Linked DNA regions of Sus scrofa: region 2 is linked to region 1. The links are chromatin contacts, called in public targeted proximity ligation maps. All regions are on one chromosome and are shown on one strand. The core of a region is the stretch at or near the end of the contact, and the rest is flanking DNA. Distances in the headings are between cores, read along the strand shown.

Region 1 (3,594 bases), core at 656-3,155:
TATAAATTAGGGAGGCTTAGATTGTTAACTGAGCTCTACCTTTGGTCTGGGCACAGAGGTAGGAATGTTTGATCAGATACACATCAATTTTCAAAGGCCTATTTTGTTGTTGCTGTCCAGGCTTTAATCTGGAAACCAAACAGACTTTCTCTAAAAGTTATCACAAGGGTGAAGATTTTCCAAAGCAGATTATTTTTAGTTAAAATGTGTTTTTTTAACAAATCAATGACTAAAGTAATGAGGGGAAAATTAATTATCGTTCTTAATGTACATTTGCAGCAATACTGTGCTTGCCTCGGAAAAAAAAAATGTTGGAGTGCTGAAACCATCTGACATGTCACAATTCCTTCTTGCAATACCTGTGTTCTATTTGTAGGCTGTTGTGCAACAAATTACAAGAGTATCGTTGGGGTGAACATAATACATCGTTTAAAACCTCAGTTGCTCTGAGAAAAGCACCAGAATGGTTTGTCTAGGTTGTTTTAACTGAATCGTGTTCCACATGAAATTGCTGGGGCCAATAAAATGAGAATAATGACACACCTCTCATGTGTTTAAGAGTTACAAGCATGGAAGCTCATCAAACAATTGTTTCTAGCAGTCACACAGCTACCCTGTGGGGAAAGTACTGCTTACTGTCCTCATCGTACTGATAAGAAACAGACGCACAGGGAAATTAAGTAATTTACTCAGCTACAGTCCTGCAGCTACTTCCTGGCTGACTTAGCACTTAGACCCAGGAATCTGGTCCCAGAGTCTCTTTGCTTTTTTTTTTTTTTTGTCTTTTTGCCTTTTCTAGGGCCGCTCCTGCGGCATATGGAGGTTCCCAAGCTAGGGGTCCAATCGGAGCTGTAGCCACTGGCCCACACCACAGCCACAGCAATGTGGGATCTGAGCTGCGGCTGCGACCTACACCGAAGCTCACAGCAACGCCAGATCCTTAACCCACTGAGCAAGGCCAGGGATCGAACCCGCAACCTCATGGTTCCTAGTCGGATTCGTTAACCACTGAGCCACGACGGGAACTCCATCTTTGCTCTTACCTGCTCTATCCAACTGCTGCCCACATTTTTTGCAGCAACCTGTCTGCCTCCCCGGCACCTGATGTTTGTTGCAGCCTTGTGTGTTTGGGGGGGCACGGCCAGTGTATTTCAGGAGAGTGGACCAATGGTCTTTACCTGTCCGATGAAGGACAGAGCACATTTTTAAAGATCTTTTCTACAGTAGGAACTCAGAACTCCCAAGTTAGAGTTTCATCCTTCTTACCACCGAACAATCCTCTTCTGTGTAAAATTGTTCTAGCATTACTTTAAGGTGAAAAAGGAAGTTATCAGAGCCCTAGATTGCCCAGAACTTTCTTTATCGCAGAGCAAGGGAAAAAGACAAGATTGTTTCTTGGGTTTTTGAAGAAACTGCTGATTAAAAATGTATGTATCTTATTTGATGTCTGTTGAGATTAGCATACTTTTTATCTTTTGGTTTCACTTCATTAATTTCAGGCTTTTTAAAGTTTGCTTTATTTGGGTGACATGTTGGAAATTGGCTTTCACTTTGACTTGAAAACTACATTTCTCTAACATCATTGATAGTACTGAAAAATCTGGTCAAAGAAAGAAAGCAAGCAAGCCTATTTAACAATGTAGTGGCCTCAAGCATGTTGCCTTTTTTTTTTTTTTTTTTTTTTTGCTTGTTTCTTTTTTTTTCCTTAATTGCCAATAGAAGCTAACAGCTATATGCAAATAGTATTGTTCTAAACCTGCAAAAATATTTTTCTGCTTTAATTAATGCAAAACTTCCAAACTCAAAATCCTTTTTTGGGTAGGTTTTTTATATATTGTATTCCTCGTGGCCCCCACAGAGCTGACTATGGCCTTGTACGGGGAACTGCTCCAGCATCTGACAGAGTGCAGACTTCCTTATTTAAATACGGAAGTTGGACTTGGGTGATGTTCATGGTTTTGCCAAGAGAACCCAGAGAATAATTAAAAGGAAATGCCCAATGGCAACTTTCTGATTTTCACTTTTATAGTGTTAAAAGTTCATTTCTAAACAGCCGGTATGAAGAAGAAAACAATGCCATTGGTGTAGGGTGATCTTTGGGACAGTACCATATCTTTGATCTTCAGTGTTTATTTTAAAATCGACCATTATTGGAGTTCCCGTCGTGGCTCAGTGGTTAATGAATCCGACTAGGAACCATGAGGTTGCGGGTTCGATCCCTGGCCTTGCTCAGTGGGTTAAGGATCTGGCGTTGCTGTGAGCTGTAGTGTAGGTCGCAGACTCGGCTCGGATCCTGCATTGCAGTGGCTCTGGCGTAGGCTGGTGGTTACAGCTCCGATTCAACCCCTAGCCTGGGAACCTCCATATGCTGCAGGAGTGGTCCAAGAAATTGCAAAAAAGACCAAAAAAAAAAAAAAAATGACCATTATTTAATTACCTTGGTGAGGGAGCTAGAAGTTAATGATGGCCCCCAAATGCTAGCAGCAATATGTATCCAAAACTAACATTACAAGTTAAACCATGATGCATATTAAATTCTATTCAAATCTACATCTCTCTCTTTGCTTCCTTTATACGTGTGGTAATACGATATTGTCAGTATTTAAGTGTTTTGGACCTACGAAAACAATTCCAGAGCATGTAATCAAGTAGCCAGATTCAGTGGTCAGCCCACATTTTCTGTATGGGTGTAGACGGTATAGGCTTGGCGGGCAGAGAGTCTCTGTGGAAACTGGGGCAAAAACCAAATGAATGAACATGGCTGTATTCCAATCAGACTTTGTTTATGGACGTGGACATTTGAATTTCATGTCATTTTTACATGTCATGTAACATTCTTTTGATTTTCTTTTTCCGTCTGCTTAAAAAATATAAGAACGGTTCTCATCTTGGGGGGCCATACAAAAACAAGCAGTGGCCCAAATTTTACCCACAAGCCACAGACTGCCAACTCTGGTTAAGCTGAAGTTGGCTGCCACTGCCAATCACGAGCTTTTTGTTCACTGACCTGAAGCCAATTTCGTCATTTCATCCTCCAGATCTCCACCCCCTCCTCCGCCCCCGCAGCCTTGTTTCACCTTCTCATCTCCCTTCATGATCAGAGCATCTCCTCTGCTCTTCTTGCCAGGGGACACCTGAGCAGCAGCCTCCTTGCCCTGCTCTCCCCTTCTACCCTGGTCCAGCAGATCTTAACTAGGAAATCTCAGGTCGTTCACCTCCTCTGAACTCTCTCTTTCTTTCCACCCAGAGCCACTGCTTGGTCCATGGCCCTCAGTCACCTGGACTGTTACGAGTGACCCTAGCTGGTCTCTTCACTTTTGTCATTTGGCCTCTGTAATCCATCCTCCATCAGACCACTACTGTTATTTTCCTAAATAACATTTATTCTATCAGACCCTTCGGTGAACAATCTTGGATTCTTTCCATAGGCTCTATAGGATAAAGTTCCTATGGAATTTCATGGTCTTATTCTGATGTAGCTTCGCCAAACCAGCGCTTCGGTCACACTCACCGCTCTTGAGAAAGTTCCCCTCACTCTGTTTTCACAGGCAGTTCCTCTGCCTTCCCTGTTTCTTCTCTCACTCTTAAGATTCC
Region 2 (3,594 bases), core at 468-2,967, 91 kb before region 1:
CAAGAAAAACCTACACTTCTGTTCTGTGAAAAGTAATAAAAGGACTCATCAACAGGAATGGCATTTCACCGAAAGGTGAAATGTTGTTTTTTTTATGTAATTCTTTGGTGTCCAGTAAACCAAAGAACCTATTCATTAAAGAGCCAAAGGGGAAGATGCCTTTACAAATATTATACTGAATAAAGGCATTCGGTGAAGTTTACTCTGACCTCCTCTACAAGTGAAAATTCCAATTCCTCTTCAAAGAAAATCTTCCTCTCCAAAACCTGGGCTGCTCTTCCTCTCCCACACTCAGAGAAGGAGGGTCTGTACTTCCTCCTGAATTCCAAGTGAGCCATTCAGTGCATGACGCCCCAAGTAACACAGAATCCTGGCAAATTACATAGTAGGTAAACATAGGAACAGGATACAGAATAAGTAAACATGAACAGGATACAGTTCTCTTACCAAAAAAAAAAAAGTTTTTAGCCAATATTTAACAAATAACTGCCCCTATGAATGAGGCACATTCATCGGTTTTTCACATTTTGTTTTAATACAAGATCACCACAAAATTTTATCGTTGCAAATATTTATTCATTTTTACTTGAGTATTTGAGTTGCTGTGTTCTCTTTAAATTTCTTCAGTTTTAAAGTGACCGTAGATAATTTCATAACAATGCTCCGAACTAAGAAAAGGCTGCATTAAGTGTATCAATAGTATCAACAGGATCAGCTTTGAAAAGATACTTTGGTTTTGTAGCCATGTTAGAGGAAAATTCTTGGATAAATCTATTAAGCACTTAAGTACTATGTAAAATAGAGCTTACTTCTGATTTCTCAGAGTTCTTTTGTTTTCTTCACCATTAAGCTTATGCTGGGTTCGAAACAGGGTTTGCTCCGCAGATAATGATGCGTGTGGGGGTAATGAAAGAAAAAGAAAAGTAATTCTAGAAATGCCTAGGGAAAAGCATTTAATGATATTTATGCAACCACTATGGGCTCTTTTTTGTGGGGTTTTTTTTTTCTGCTTTGTTTTGTTTTCAAAGCTCCTAAGTCTCTCACACCAGGTGTTCCTCTTTCCACTGCAGGACGTGGAGTCGTTTCACCCAGATTGCACCTGTCTTCCCTTTCCCCTCCAGCTCCCGAAGTTTCCTTTTCCCGAAGGCTCAGGATGCATTCCTCCGCGAGTGGATTCCTCAACTGGCTTTTCCCCGCCGCGGCCCGGCCCCACGTGACCTGCGCTAACACCTGTACCGCCACCAGCTCACAGCGCCCCCATCCCCTCCGCCAGGTACCGACCAGGCCTGGTTCCTCCTCCCCCAGGAGGTCCCTGTCCTGGTGCGAGCCTCGCTGGAGCGGCCAGGGGAGGGGCTGAGTTGCGGCCCCAGCCGCCGCTGGAGCCCTTGCAGCCGGATTATCACATGACTAGACGGCGGCTGTAGCCGTGGCAGCAGCCGCGCCGGCTCCGCGGGTCGCCGGGTGGGCTCAGTTCCGTTCACGCAGGAGTCGAGCGCAACGGGCAAGGAAGAGACCTGCCGCAGTTGCGGCCGCCCAGCCGCTCCCGGAGCGCGCGGCGTCTCCCCCAGCCCCGCCCGCCCGCTCGCTCCATGCCGCTGGGTTGCGGAAGTGTAGCGGGGGGAGGCGGCGGCAGCCCGGGCAGGGAGCGCAGGAGGCCGGGGCTCGGCCCCCTGCAGCACTAGGCTCTAGGAGCCTCGCGGCGCGCCCAGCGGCCCGGCTGCCCGTGCGCCCGGCGCCCGCCTTAGCCTGCATGCCCCGCGCTGCGCCGCGCCCGGCCCCCGCCGCCGCCGCCCCCTGCTCGCACCGCTGCTGCCCGGCGCCGGAGTAATATGCTCACTCGAGTGAAATCTGCCGTGGCCAATTTCATGGGCGGCATCATGGCTGGCAGCTCAGGCTCCGAGCACAGCGGCGGCGGCTGCGGAGGCTCGGACCTGCCCCTGCGCTTCCCCTACGGGCGACCTGAGTTCCTGGGGCTGTCTCAGGACGAGGTGGAGTGCAGCGCGGACCACATCGCCCGCCCCATCCTCATCCTCAAGGAGACCCGGCGGCTGCCCTGGGCCACTGGCTACGCAGAGTGAGTGCAGCGACACCGGCGGCTCCCCTGCTCTCCTCTCGGCCCTTCCCCGCACGGTTCCAGCCCTTCTCTCTCCTTGTTCCTTGTCCCCAGGGCCCTCCGCTGGCTGCCAGCGTCCAGGCCTCGGCGGGCACCTCTTTACTTACACTGGCCATTTCTCTCTTCTCCCATTTCCCCCTTCTCCCAACTCCAAGGACGCGGCGTCTGCACCCCGGGTTTGGGTGGTAGTTGGGTGGGTGGCAGCGCAGGACCGTGGGAAAGCTAAGACTGGATGCCGGTGTAAATCTAGGGGCTGTGACACTTGGAAGAAAGTGCGTGGTGTAACAGCCCTGGTGAAGTTTGAAATGGCAGGGAAATCTGGAATCTGCGCCCATCCCCCCAAATCTTTCTCCGCGTGAAGTTTGTGGGGTAGAGCTCGGAGGAACTGTCGCCGCACCGGGGGTTGAGGGGTGGGGGCGGGTGTTCGAGCCCTGGAGGCGGCCGCGGTCGCATGAGTGGTTGCACAGCTCAGAAGGTCTCAGTTTCTCTGACTTCGGCCTAAGTACTCATTCACTTCTCCTTTAGAGGGTTGTAAAATCCTGAACCTTTGGTAAATGCCTATACTATTTCTCAGTCCTTGGGGAGGGGGAAACTTATTCCATGTGTCTAATGAAATGATTTTGGTAATCAGCTTTGGCGATTAAGCGAGATCTAGTGATTTACTATTTCTGGAGCCGACTGAGTTAGGTTGACGACCCAGAGTGGAACTGGGAAAAGAGGGAGGATTTAAATGGCCTCCCCCACTTCCAACTCTGAGGCGACTCTTCCATTGACTATTAATGACTATCTTATGAATGATAGGATGAGTAATTCCTCTTTTCCGTAGGAAAACTGGGAAACTCAGAAGTTGAAATTTAGGAGACCAGAGTTCCAGGGCTAACAATGACCAGCAAAACCCTAGTGCCTGGCACACCTGCCCCTTTTCCTTTAACTCCATCCGCTTTATAGTCTTTGCCCTCCCCTACCCGTGCGCAGCCTGGCCCACTGATTGGTTCACCGGGGAACCAATCAGCTCTCCGGATGTCTGGGCGCTTTGATGCTGACCCTGTTCTGGTGTCCCGGATACCCCGGAGCAGGCGTGATAATCAATGCTGTGGGTTCCGGGGCGAGAGGTAGATTGGGAGACGCTCTTCCTAGAATTTCAGATACTCTTCTCCTTCCCCTTTCATCATACAGCTGACTCTCCACGGGCCGATATAGAAAATATGTATAAATGGGGATAGATGATTGCAGTGTGAAAAACAAGTGAGAATGGTAAATTCGAAAACAATAAAAATTAACTCAATGAAGGACAATTACGGTAGAGAACGTTGGGGTTGGGGAGGTACAAAATATCATACCTTTCCGGAGAAAACCAAAGTAAAATCAAACACCTGTGTGAAGAAAAAGTGCTGGCCAAAACGCCAAGTACTTTGTTGAGTCAAACAAAGCCCTCTGCCCTAAACCCCACTCTATTTAAAAGCCCATTTAGACCTTTACGA

What was found.
Region 2: a contact with region 1 is called in a targeted proximity ligation map of alveolar macrophages. A contact is called at or near these places in 1 of 5 promoter capture datasets (liver), 4 of 47 Hi-C or Micro-C datasets (embryonic fibroblasts, heart right ventricle, liver and 1 more) and 1 of 2 datasets of targeted methods (alveolar macrophages).

The regions. Positions count from the first base shown.
Region 1 is chr5:27,479,777-27,483,370 of Sscrofa11.1, reverse strand. The region is part of intron 1 of PPM1H (protein phosphatase 1H); the gene reads left to right. Among named protein-coding and RNA genes, the nearest start is that of PPM1H, 91 kb to the left of the region's middle.
Region 2 is chr5:27,570,426-27,574,019 of Sscrofa11.1, reverse strand. PPM1H (protein phosphatase 1H) reads left to right here and starts at 1,717. Exons shown (of 10, transcript XM_021091936.1): 1 at 1,717-2,074. The coding sequence starts at 1,830.